3 separate regions of the Mus musculus genome follow, and regions 1 and 2 are each linked to region 3. The links are chromatin contacts, called in public Hi-C and HiChIP or PLAC-seq maps. All regions are on one chromosome and are shown on one strand. Each heading gives the region's core, a stretch centred on a gene start, on an enhancer-like site or on the middle of the called end of the contact. The rest is flanking DNA. Distances are from core to core; before and after follow the strand shown. Region 1 holds the start of Bbs5 (Bardet-Biedl syndrome 5 (human)). Region 2 overlaps Cers6 (ceramide synthase 6). Region 3 holds the start of Spc25 (SPC25, NDC80 kinetochore complex component, homolog (S. cerevisiae)).

Region 1 (4,511 bases), core at 654-3,153, 440 kb after region 3:
ACGGATGGTTGTGAGCCACCATGTGGTTGCTGGGATTTGAACTCAGGACCTTCAGAAGAGCAGTCAGTGCTCTTAACCACTGAGCCATCTCTCCAGCACTCATATAAAGGCACAAAGAGAAACAAGGAAACATGTGGAGATAATGGGGTTTTATTATCTCGATTGTGGTGGTAACACACACAAGTATTCAAGTTCCAATTCACCAAACTGTATACATTCTTTTCAAAATACCATTCGTACTTCAATAAAACTAGAAGAAATATATTTCAATCAATATTGACTCACATTATTAAACAGAGTAAAAAAAAATTGCTTTGAGATACGAGTCTTACTCGAAAGACTGCCCTGCCTAGCCTAGAACTTACTAGTAGGCCAGGCAAGCTTTGAACTCACAAAGATCTGTCTGCCTCTTTCTCCCAAGTGCTGTATTAAAGATGTGTGCCATTGGGGGCTGGTGAGATGGCTCAGTGGGTAAGAGCACCCGACTGCTCTTCCGAAGGTCCAGAGTTCAAATCCCAGCAACCACATGGTGGCTCACAACCATCCGTAACAAGATCTGACTCCCTCTTCTGGTGTGTCTGAAGACAGCTACAGTGTACTTACATATAATAATAAATAAATAAGTCTTTAAAAAAAAAAAAAAAAAAAAAAGATGTGTGCCATTACTTCCAGCAGCATACCAAATCCCATGTCACCTTTTTTTAAAGGTGAGCATGGTGGTTCACACTGCAATCCTAGTACTCAGGAGGCTGAGCAGGAAGATGAACGTTAACAGGATTTGAATAATATAATAAATCCTAAAACCAAAACACCATAGTGCATTAAACAAGTAGCTGGGTAGAGAGGCTCTAATCCCAGCATTCTGGAGCTGAGGTGGGAGGGTTGATGGGAGTTCAAAGCCGCTACATCGTAAGTTTCAGGCCAGTTTGGCCCACAAGTGAAACCCTGTCTTGGAGAATACAAACAGCAAATGAAGTGTTCTGTGTGCTTACATACTCAGTTATACATAATGTGAACCCGTGACCCAGCTAGAGTTTAAAAGGCAAGTGTTTTCACGTCACTCTGCTTATGGAACCATGAGAGGCTCCTGAGTATGCCCAGGAGACCCCAGATCACTCTTTGTGAAGCAGTAATTTATTTAACGTGTTACTTGTTTATTGATAATTTTCATATAGTAAAAGAAAGCCATTTGATTCGTTTAAAAATATATAAAGTATGTTTATAATCCCAGTATTAGGGAAACTGAAGCTGTTACATTTCGAGGCCAGTCTGGGCCACAAAGGGAGACCATGTCAAAAAAAAAAAAAAGAAAGAAAAAGAAAGAAAGAAAGGAAGGAAGGAAGGAAGGAAGGAAGGAAGGAAGGAAGAAAGGAAGAAAGGAAGAAAGGAAAGGGGGAGGGGGAAGGGGAGAAGGGGGAGAGGGAGGAGAGACAGAGACATAGTTTATCTTGTACTCTGTGCTGCACATTGATCAATGCGGTGAACTTTAAGAATCAGGTGTCTACGTTTTGTTTGCTCACAATAGAGGGACCCCAGAGCTGATTTGTGAAATAGGACGCAAGGGCTGGCACTATACGAATCTAGGGAAGCAATGGTTCTGACCAGATGTAGTAGGACCTCTAACAGGTTCTGAGCCTCGGGCTGGAATGTAGCCAGAGATCCAGGCCACCAGGGTATGGGAGGTGGGCAGGGTCAGAGCCCCATCAAACCAGTAATGTAATTTGATGAAGTTAAGATTTCTAAATGGTGTAGGAAAACAGCAGGAAAGCTGAAATGGCTAAAGTTCTGCGCAGAGAACAGAGAGGTGACTCAGAAGTGAAGCAGCTTCCCAGCCACCCGCCTCAACAAGACCAAATGACGCAAACGGGCTGGGAAAAGAGCGCACACTACCTGGTGGAAGCTTGGGCCCCGGCGCCCGCCGTAGATGTCGTGACAAAGCCGGCGCGTTGCCTTGGCGCCCATAAGACGCCGCCGAGCAGCCACTGTGGATTTCATCGGCGAGCTCCCTCGGTCACCATGTCTGTGCTGGACGTGTTGTGGGAGGACCGCGACGTGCGCTTCGACGTGTCCTCGCAGTGAGTCTCAGGATGCGCTGAGACCCCGTGACTATGGTCCCCTGCGGTCTTCGGCCCTGCCCTGGCCAGCGGCCTATCTCAGTGTGCGCCCATCAAGGCTGTGACCCTCCGCGTCCTGCGGTGGAGGGGACATAGGGCAGGGATTCCGGAAAGCAGGGTTCTAGAACAAAATCCGGAATAGCATTGCACACTACGGGCCTCTGCACGGTTGGCGTGTCTGTAAAATGAGGGCGGTGGGAGTGAGAATTCTCCAAAACTCCCGACCACGCAAAGCTTGTGTCGGAGCTAAGATTTCATTTAGTCCTTATCTAAATCTTTGAGAGCTTGTTATAAAGAAGCCCTGTTTGTGGGGGAATATGCTTAAAAGAGGAGATGGTTAAAAACCCTTCCTGCCCAGAAATCAGGGAGGGGGTCGCTGAGATCGTGATGGAAAACATAGAAGCTGAAGTTCTTGGATCAATAACTACACGGCGCCTCAGCTGCTTCCTAATGGTGCTTTATCATGAGCACTGTCTCCTAAAATAGAAAAAATGAGATATTGGTACATTTCTCAGTCTTTGTAGTAACTGGATGCCTAACATAGTATTCGTTCCTTTTGGAAGTTGAGGGAGGAGGTATTTGTGAAATTACAAAGTACAGTAACTCATTACACACCTTCTATGGCTTTCCCTGTAGTTCAGGGAGTGCCGTGGGTCTTAATCCAGACGAACCCTGTTTTCATGAACATTTTCAGTTTACAGACATCTGTCTCAAAAATCAAGACAGGAAAATAAGAGGGGTTGATTATCACACACCCTTCCTCATTCTAGTGCAGGAGAGTAGTCGTCACACAGCTAACTCAAAGGATCAAACGAGCCTGTGGAGATAGAGTGCTTTCTGTGCGCATCATTCACAGTGGAGGTCAGAAGTTAATTTGCAAAGCCGGGCGTGGTGGTGCACGCCTTTAATCCCAGCACTCGGGAGGCAGAGGCAGGTGGATTTCTGAGTTCGAGGCCAGCCTGGTCTACAGAGTGAGTTCCAGGATCAGCCAGGACTGTACAGAGAAACCCTGTCTCGAAAAACCAAAAAAAAAAAAAAAAAGAAGAAGAAGAAGAAGAAGAAGTTAACTTGCAGAAGTCGATTCTCTCCTCTGACTGTGTGGGTCCCAGGGATGACAGACACTCAGGTCATCAAACTTGGTGGTAGCCACCTTTACTCGCTGACCCACTCACTACCCTCCTGAGGATACACCTCATACAACCCTTTTAAAAACCATCCTCTCCGTAACCGCCCGACGACCTTCCTCTACTTAGAAACCTCTGGGGGTTGTCCACCACTGTCCACAGATAAGGCCTATACTTATCATCCTGCAGTCTCAGGTTCTTTGACTCTTCTCCATAGTTACACTTCTCTCCCTAGTCAGTGCCCTTTCTTCAGAGCCATGTCCCTTCTGTTCCTCTTTTTCAGTCATGCATCCTTTGCTCTTTTCCATTTAGTTATCCAAGACTCCGCTTCTGGTCCTAGCTGACTCTCAAGTGGCCCTGGTCTGTTCAGGCACCACTGACTCGTAGGGTCTAGAAGTGCATGAGCAGTCCGGGCTGTATACTTTACAGTACTGGCTGTCCTGTGTCTCTGTCTCTCCTCTCTAAGGAGATGGACAGCAGATGAAGTTATACACCTCGCATTTATGCTTATTTTAGACAGATGAAAACAAGACCCGGGGAAGTCCTCATTGACTGTTTAGATTCCATTGAAGACACAAAAGGAAACAATGGAGACAGAGGTGAGCACATTGGAGTTTTACATTCTGGTTTAGTTTATAAATGTTGGTTCATGGGCTGGTGAGATGGTTCAGTGGTTAAGAGCACTGACTGCTCTTCCAAAGGTCCTGAGTTAAATTCCCAGCACCCATGTGGTGGCTCACAACCACCCATAATGAGATCTGACACCCTCTTCTGGTGCGTCTGAAGACAACTACAGTGTACTTATTTATAATAATAAATAAATCCTTGGGCTGGAGTGAGCAGGGGTGGAGCAATCGGGGCCAACTGAAGTGAGCAGAGGTCCTAAATTCAATTCCCAACAACCAGATGAAGGCTCACAACTATCTGTTCAGCTATAATGTATACTCATATACATAAGATAAATAAACAAATCTTTCAGCCCTCAGGATGTATTGATAGGAAGATCAGAAGGTTGAAGCCATTCAGGATTTGGGTTTTTGCTTTGTTTTGTTTTGTTTTTTGATTTTTTTTCTTCCTCAGAACAAGGGTTTGGGGAAGTTTGGCTACAAAACAAATAATCCACTCACTGTACCTAAATCCTACGCAGAATCAGGAAGCTTTGTTTAAATGAAGGCTTACGGGAATGTGCAGTGTCTGGTTTAAATGGAGGAAGAGAGGAGGTGGGGAGTTCTGCCTTCAAACCCTCCACATCTGCTCCTTTCAAGCAGTTTCC
Region 2 (4,514 bases), core at 361-2,860, 300 kb before region 3:
CAATCTTGGTTTTTATTTTATTGTCACGGTATAATCATTGTTCTATAAGACTCAAGTTTAACCTTTTGATGTTGCTTAACTCCTTATATTTATTTCTATTGTTTGGGTTTCCTGTTCCTTCCATCCTGTATCCATTTTCTAGGCACCCAAAGCAAAGAAGTTTACAAATGAAAGCATTTAACTGGGGGCTTGCTTATAGTTTCAGAGGGTTAGTCCATGTTATCACAGGGTGTGTGTGTGTGTGTGTGTGTGTGTGTGTGTGTGTGTGGGAGCATGATTAGGCGGCCAGGCAGGCAGTCATGACTATAGATCAGCAGCTGGAAGCTTTACATCCCGATGCACAGAGAGGAGGCAGAAAGGGACTGAGACTGGGCTGGATGTGGGCTTTTGGAACTCCAGTGCCACACCTCCTCCAATAAGGCCACACCTCCTGACCCTACCCAAACAGTTCCACTAACTAAAACCCAAACATTCGAATATATGAGCTGTTCTCATTCAAACACCCACACCTTCTTTCATGGATTAATTATGTCTTTTAGAGTACATCATTTCTTAGAAAAGTAAATGTTGTAGATCTTTAAAATTTCTACCTTTTTGTTTGTTTGTTTGTTTTGAAATCCTTCATTTCCCATTAAGTGGTCGTTTTGTTACTGGGAAGATTCTGAACCTACCGACATCAGTCATTTTTCACCTTGCACCCTTTGGTATCCTTTTGTTTCTTTTCTCCCAAATGACAACATTCTGGCAAGGGTTCACTTTCCTGTGTGTGTCTTCTTGGCGGCTGAGGCTACATGATGTTGGGAAAAAGGGATTTTTGTTTTGTTTTCTGGTGCTGGTGATGAAACCTGTGTCTGTGGTTATGCCAGGCAAGAACTGTTCCCCAGCAGCAGCTGGCTTGTCCCTGTGCTGGGCATATGTGAGCTTTTTTGGGGTCTGAGGACTTAGAAAGCTCGAGTGTGGTCAACATTCTATTGTTGATTTCTTTGACAATGCCTTCTGTCAGTAGTATCTTGTTTCTTTTATCTGAAAATAGAGCCCTTAGTAGTTCGATAAAGCTTCTTGTTCTTTTTAGTTTAATTTTTGTCTTTTATATTTAAAAACTTTTAGGAAATTTGTTTGTATACATACAAGTCACTCACTTTAATGTATGGCTTTTCTAAATTTTGCCAAATGTGATCAGTAGTATAATTGTCACCAACATTAAAATGGTTATTTTGATCAAATTGATGGATGAATGGACAAACAAGTACACGCTTTCTCTCTCTCTCTCTCCCTCTCTCTCTCTCTCTCTCTCTCTCTCTCACACACACACACACACACACACACACACACACCACCATCCCACTATATAAAGGGAAGCATTTAATGGGGGGGGCTTGCTTATAGTTTCAGAGGGTTAGTCCGTGTTCATCTTTAAATGGAAAGATGCTGAGACACAATACTACTACATGAGTGAATTGGGAGGTCACTGTGAAGTGGACTGTTACAGGAAGACAACCATCCTGTGGTTTCATTTCTGCAAGGCAGTGGAGTAGTTAATTTCATAGACATGAACAGTGGTCAGAGCCAAGGGGCGTTAGCAGAGTGCTATGGTTTATCGGGTAGGGAAGTTTCGGTTTTGCAAGACTCAAGAGTTCTGGAGATGGGTGGTGGTGACAGCTGCTTGTCAGTGTGAGTGTCCTTCATGTCACTTAACTGTCAAATGAGAAATGATTACAGTAACAAATTCTATGCACGTCATCTCAGTTTCAGAGAGATGCAGGTCCAGTTACAGATCTTTCTTCCCTCTGATTCTTTCTCATATTTTAAAAATCAGTTAAGGCTTATTTTTTGATGATGTTGCCTGAGACATTTTTGCTGCGAAGTTGCAGCATACTAGTGCTTGCTCACCGTAGGAAGGGAAGCTGTGAGGGCCCAAAGTCGTAATTGCACGGAAGTCCCACCTGGTGAATGGGTTTCAGTTGGGGTTGCTACATAGGACTACGGTTGTGAGGGGGGTGGGGGCTACTTAAAGGAACAGAGGCAATTCCAAAGCAGCTGCATCACTGAAACGCCTACCCCAAAGAGGGTGAGAACTCAAAATAGCTGCAGCCTGGAGCTCGCAGCACAGCTTGCAGGCAGAGTAAGAGGTTTGAGAATCTCCTCTCAGAGACTTGGCAGGTCATCCTCCATCCTCAGCAGTGGTTTCTCAGGACCCCCACCCTGCCCCTAGCTGAGAATGTTTCAGTTCAGATGAAACATCTATACAGGCCATATACGTAGTCTCCAATATATTTTACTCTGCAAGTCTATTGGTTTCTTATAAAATGCCATTAAACATAGTCTGTGCTTAATCTCATGTGTTTGTTGTTTGCTTGGAGACAGGGTTTCTCCATGTAGCCCTGGCTGTCCGGGTCTACTTAATCTGTAGACCAGGCTGGCCGTGAACTCAGAGATCTGCCTGCGTCTGCCTCCTGAATGCTGGGATTAAAGGCGTGTGCCACCACCTGTCAGCTTTAATCTGATGTGTTTGAATAGTTTTCTGGTTGTTACTTTTTCAAAGACTATTGCCACTATGATACAGTTGTCTTGTCACCTTGAATTTCTGAGGTTAGTAATTGTTTTGAAGTTCTTTTATTTTTTTTTCTGTATCTTTAGGAAAGACACTTTATTGGCTTATTTTTATTATTTTATATGTATGGGTGTATTGCCTGCATATATGTCTATGGGCCATATATGTACAGAAGGCATTGGATTCCCTGGAATTAAAGTTACAGATAATTGTGAGCCAACGTGTGGGTGCTAGGAATTGAACCAAGACTTTTGGAAGAGCAGCCGGTGTTCTTAACCACTGCGCCATCTCTCCAGCTCCTTTTTGCTAGTTTATAAATGTTTGTTTTACATCCTGTTCTAAATATTTGCTTCTTATGTTTTCTGTTGACATTGGGGTACCCAAAAGTTTTGGGGAGACATGGTCACAAAAAAAAAAAAAGACTCTTGACCATTAAAAGAAAGTGTGAAAATCAGAATAGTTTTGAATTAAAAAAAAAAAGCAGTCTTGGTAATAAGAGAGTTCGCACGATCCTGTTTGCTGTATTCCTTACACCAGTACAATGCATTTGCCAAGGCTGATACTGATGTATTGTTAGTGACTGAGGTCCATGCTTATTTCAGAGTTCTCATTCTCTTTCTGTTCCTAACTTCTGTCCGATGACCTTTTATTAAAAGTTCTGAAAAGCGGCCAGGCATTTACTTCATAGACTGTTTCTGAGTTAGGGTCAGGCTGAAAGCTTTCCTTCTGGGTAGGCGGTGGGGGCTGTGGTGTGGGAAGAAAGACCATGCTAGCCCTGTGGCTGCTGACCTTACTCACCTGGCTGAGGCAGCCTTTGCCAGGTTTCCTGGAACTGTCTGCTCTCTGGGAGAAGTCAGTGTGAGAGAGTGCAGACAGTAGTCTCTGGTCTTTGCTCATTGCTTCCCCCTCATCCCTCATTACCGTTTGCTCCTGGTGCTCTTCTTGCAGTTTAGGTTTGAGGTATAACTAGGGTAATCCCAGGAATGGAAAGGGAAGGGTGTGGGGCAGCGGTACCTAGGCAGCTTTCTGTTCCCTTCACCCTTTCCCAGGGTCCCTGTGCTTAACCCACGGCTGCAGGAAAGGCCTGTGCTTGGTCCTGTGTTGTCATTAAGCACAGTGCCTGATGGGAATAAAAAAGGAAAGGGATGAAAACTTGGAGTGTTGATACCCGTCATTTTCTGTTTGATCATGCTCTTTGAGGAATCTGCAACACATGGAGATAGTCTTCATTTCTTTTCTTTTCTTTCTTTTCTTTTTGTTGGCATCTTAGTTTCTGGAAGTTATATTCTGTATCGAACTAGCATTTTTCTGCTCCAAGCCTTAAATATTGTCTAGAGAAAAATTATTTAATTGCTCCTGGAAAGGTAGAGCATCCTAAGGTTGCCCCTCTTCCTCGTGGCCTCATCATTCCCTTTTCTGTTGCTGTCAGCTTCCCTACTGGTTTGCCTCATTCTCAGATATATTTGGGTCATCTCATTTACATCAACAGATCTCTCCATTTTCATTTATAAGTAGTTCAGAATTGAGTAAGGAGGCAAGAGTTGAGATACACGACCTTCAGTTCTGGGTGACTCCACACATGGGGTATACATATTTACATGAAGACACAGAAGCACATGTATCACACAAACACACACACACATACACACACACACACACACACACACACACTCACACACACTGTGTATGGTAGTATGCAGAAACAACAGGAGAGGTTGTTTTGAGTCCTTGCATTTAGAGTTCTATGCCTTTGAGAGCCTCCCAGTTTGGGGGTCCTAGTGATAGAACACCAAGCCCTGCTGTAGTTTTGTTGTTGTGCTTATTTCTTATCTGTGGATTGTTGTTGTTTGTTTGATATAGAATATAATTGCAAGCTCTATTGCTATGGAGAAGATTTAGTTATTTTGCATTTTTGCTTATTTATTTACTTTGTGGTTTGGGGGATTACACCCAAGACCCTTGT
Region 3 (4,005 bases), core at 1,128-3,627:
AAAAAGACAGCTAAAGGTGTGTGGCCTGGGAAGGGAGTGGGTCTCAGAAGAGCTGGTGGGGAGTAAGACCAAACCACACCTTAAACAAAACTCCTGAAGAAAGTAAAAAAAAAAAAAAAAAAAAAAATCCAGGGACCTACAAATATGGCTTAGGGGTTAAGAGCATCTGATGGTTTTACACCCAGCACCTACACAGAGGCTAACAACCATTTGTAACTCTATTTCCAGGGGATCTAATACCCTTTCTGACCTACGAGAGCACTGAATACATAACTACACATAAATATATGCAGCAAATAAATATATAAAACAAAATAATCGACCCATTGGCTCCAGCTTTACAGCTTATGTGTGAGAATTCAATAAAAGATACAGACCCAGATTTGAAATATCTGGACATCCATAGAAATGACAGGGAAAGAATTGTGGTAAAAATATGATTGTTAGAATATTAACCAGACCCCAAAGTTCTGAGGAACTCTGTTCCTTGGCTGAAATTTCCAATGTGAAAACAAAAAAAAAATTTTTAAAGGCTGCCCTTTACACATAGGCATACACATATACTAGTTAAATAAAAAGACAGGATACATATAAAATGATGCCGTTCACATAGCATTCAAAAATACTGAAAAAATATTCATAGTTCTAGACGATGCAGATATTCAACTTTAAGCTGGTGATAGGAACATAATCTTTTAAAAATAATTTATTTTTATTTCATGCACATTGGTGTTTTGACAACATGTATCTCTGTGTGAAGGTGTCAGATCCCATAGAACAGGAGTTATAGGCAGTTGTGAGCTGTCATGTGGGTGATAGGAATTGAACCTGGGTCCTCTGGAAGAACAGCCAGAGCTCTTAAACCACTGAGCTAAGCTAGCTCTCCAGCTCCCGCAAACAGAATTTTGATGACTGTCTATGCATGTGTGTGAATGTACGAACACTCACAACACTGTCTTACTTAAGATTTCACGATAAAGACCTTCAATCTAAAAGCTAATCTACACACGATTCACATACGGTTTTTATACTCCAGAATCATCTCAGTCATCCTCTCTTCTTCCTTTAATTTCAAAGACATCTTTTCTGAAAGACAAATTACAAGAGATATTTGAATCCCGCTGAAATAACAGTAAAAAATAAATAAGGTCAGCAAAATCCACAAGTTAGGAGTTAAGGGCTGGCAGTACCTGAAAACGCTTTCATGGAGTCCTTGAAGGCGTCTCTAAGTCCCAGCACTTGACTATGATTATCATCGAGTCTGTTTCTGAACTTATCCCCAAATTCATTGATGCTTTGATTTAAGAGTGCCAATTCGTCTTCACCCATTATGTTTTAAGACACTGCAAAACAGAGCACAAAGCTGTATTTTAGTTGCTATCGACACCAAATAAGCCACATTTTCGAGTTTATGTCTGCAGGTTGACTTTGCTACAGAATGGTTAATAATTGAGCAACTCAGCTAGCATAAAGGCAGACTTTAATTCCAACATTTCCAGCTGGGGGCAGGAGAATCTGAGGTAAAGGTCAGCCAACGTCAGGACCAGTCTGATATACAAGAGACCTTTTCTAAATAAACACAACAGGGTGTGAACTAAACGCCTTTTTTCGCCTTTTGTCCCAGCACTGTCCCAGCACATCGGAGGCAGAGAGGCAGAGAGGCAGAGGAAGGTATTTGAGTTCAAAGATAGCCTGGTCAACATTGGGCCAGAACCTAATAAAATGTAAAATAAGATAAAAATAATCCACTAACAGTCCGGTAGTTAGCAACAGGATGATCCAAGCCAATTTGGGCTTAACTGTGGTGGATGTGCATCAATCTGTTCTGAAGGCATGAAGGGAGGTGGAGGAGAGGAAAGAATATGACCAAAACAAGGTTGCACGAAGCTTTCAAGTCATGTTTTAACAGGACCCCGGTGTCACTCCGCTTCTCCTAAAGGACCTGCTCGCAGGCAACGAGACCGAGACTCGAAGAGGTTGGGGGACAGACAGACCTGCAGGTTTTCTGCATCAGACCCCTGGCCGACTGCTCCGTCCACTCCTCCCCCTGCAGGGCGGAAGAGGGGAGTGTGATCGGGACCGAGCAGCGCCAGGACCCGAACTCCGCGGCTAACAGCGGACGCCCGCATTCCAGGCTCTGCGGACCCACGCCGACATGCCCAGGCCGGCTTCCCTCAGCCCGGGCGTGCGGTCGGCGAAGCCCCACAACCCTTCAAACGGCTCCCGACCTGAGCGGCCAGGAACGCCGCGGTCTCCACCAGACTGGACCTGTCCGGCAGGAACCAGCCCGCCGCTCTTCCGTCTGCTGCTCCCGGGTCTGCTGCTCCTCCAGCGCGCAGTCTTTCAATTTCAAACTCTCCACCGCCTGCTTACCCGCCCTTCAACTCCGTCTTCTGATTGGCTGACAGGGCAGACTCTCCGTGCAAGGATTGGTTGATATCGGCCTGCGGAATTCTCGCGGACAACTATGGAGCAGAGCATTCTGGGATTCGTAGTTCTTTGCTGAGACAGCTTGGGACGCGGTCTATAGTGAAGTAGAAGGGCTTGCCCCAGAATGAAGAAAAAAATGTAAAAATTGAAATTTAACTGCTTTCTTTTATGACATATACTTCCTTCTTCCTTGCACTCGTTTTATTTTGGAAATGACGGAAAATCCTCTTGAACAGACTCCAGTTATGATTGATTAGGCTGAAACATCCTGAAAGTTACCAAACTATTTACCCAAACTTAATGTTTGAATTTCCCAAGCTTTTCTAACATTGATTTATCGTGAGTATTTTACTTATTTAATTTTTATGTTTGAACGTGTTTACAGAAGGGGGCATCGGATCCCCTGGAACAGTTGTGAGCCACTGATAATCAAACTCCTCTCCTCTGCCTGAGGAGCAGACGCCCTGCAACTTTGAGCCATGTCGCCAGTCCTTCAGCTGTTGATTTTAAGACCTACTGGCAAAAACAAGCTCCTGGATCTCGCAGAACTTCAAACTGAATGGGATCAGAACACTGTATACTAAAGTAACCGGTGCTCCCTGAAGAGAGACAGATGGAAGCCACCAAGTTATTAAACATATAATTAAAAATACACATAATTTTAAAAAATAGTAAAGATTTTAAGCTAAGATTTGTTAGAAGACAACTTCACAGATGAAACAGACTTGCTAACTACATCTTTCTTTGTAAAACTGAGAAAGATAGGGAATTGAGAATATGCCCTTTAAAGAAAAGGAACTTGAAGTGTGGTGGCACACGCGTTTAATCCCAGCCCTTGGAAGGCAGAGGCAGGCGGATTTCTGAGTTCGAGGCCAGCCAGGTCTACAGAGTGAGTTCCAGGACAGCCAGGGCTACACAGAGAAACCCTGTCTTGAAAAACCAAAAAAAAAAAAAAAAAAAAAAAAAAAGAAAGAAAAAAGAAAAGAAAGAGAAAACAAGGAACTTGAGATGGTCAATATTAAAAAAAAATTATTGTTATTTTCATCTTTGATTATGATAATTGTTTCTGAAAATAACCCTTTGCTTGTAGACCATACTAATATTTCTTTGATTCCCTTTAAGCATCCAAATGCCAACTATAAGATTAAGCTACCAGATTATGGCTATTTTATCCCCAAGTGGTGCACGCCTTTAATCCCAGCACTCAGGAGGCAGAGGCAGATGGATTTCTGGGTTTGAGGCCAGCCTGGTCTACAGAGTGAGTTCCAGGACAGCCAGGGCTACACAGAGAAACCCTGTCTCAAACCCCCCCCCCCAAAAAAAACAAAACAAAACAAAAAAAGAACTGAAAATCAAGACTATGAAGTCTGGACAAGTTACCATCCTTGACCTTGACCTTGTCATCATCATTCAGCACATCACAGTATACCTGATGCTCAGTGTCTCGCCTGGGGCCATTATTAACAAATTTGGCCATATAGGAGGCAGAAAAGTGCATACCACTCTGCAGACGATCTGGGTTGGGTTCCCAGCACCCAAGTGTCTCCATGGGCACCCACACTCACATGTATGTAT

What was found. A called contact is a pair of places that touch in the nucleus more often than the background predicts. HiChIP or PLAC-seq counts read pairs in DNA pulled down with a chosen protein or histone mark.
Region 1: an H3K4me3 HiChIP or PLAC-seq map of bone marrow-derived macrophages shows a contact between it and region 3, with 5 times the contacts expected there. The contact joins the promoter of Bbs5 here to the promoter of Spc25 in region 3. A contact is called at or near these places in 4 of 39 promoter capture datasets (liver, neural stem cells and stem cell-derived epiblast-like cells) and 1 of 115 datasets of contacts at active chromatin or transcription factors (bone marrow-derived macrophages).
Region 2: a Hi-C map of LSK cells shows a contact between it and region 3, with 5 times the contacts expected there. The contact joins the enhancer-like site here to the promoter of Spc25 in region 3. A contact is called at or near these places in 1 of 39 promoter capture datasets (pre-B cells), 2 of 484 Hi-C or Micro-C datasets (LSK cells and pre-B cells) and 2 of 9 other capture datasets (adipose tissue and liver).

What each region holds. Positions count from the first base shown.
Region 1 is chr2:69,645,268-69,649,778 of GRCm38.p6, forward strand. Bbs5 (Bardet-Biedl syndrome 5 (human)) reads left to right here and starts at 1,904. Exons shown (of 12, transcript NM_028284.3): 1 at 1,904-2,075; 2 at 3,755-3,837. The coding sequence starts at 2,017.
Region 2 is chr2:68,906,276-68,910,789 of GRCm38.p6, forward strand. The region is part of intron 1 of Cers6 (ceramide synthase 6); the gene reads left to right. Among named protein-coding and RNA genes, the nearest start is that of Cers6, 47 kb to the left of the region's middle. Within about 2 kb of position 1,611, at least 114 of the 459 cell types and tissues checked have an H3K27ac peak or open chromatin away from gene starts, as enhancers often do. A contact at or near this core is called in LSK cells and adipose tissue, where this site is marked.
Region 3 is chr2:69,203,836-69,207,840 of GRCm38.p6, forward strand. Spc25 (SPC25, NDC80 kinetochore complex component, homolog (S. cerevisiae)) reads right to left here and starts at 2,378. Exons shown (of 7, transcript NM_001199124.2): 1 at 2,229-2,378; 2 at 1,191-1,343; 3 at 1,021-1,086. The coding sequence starts at 1,329.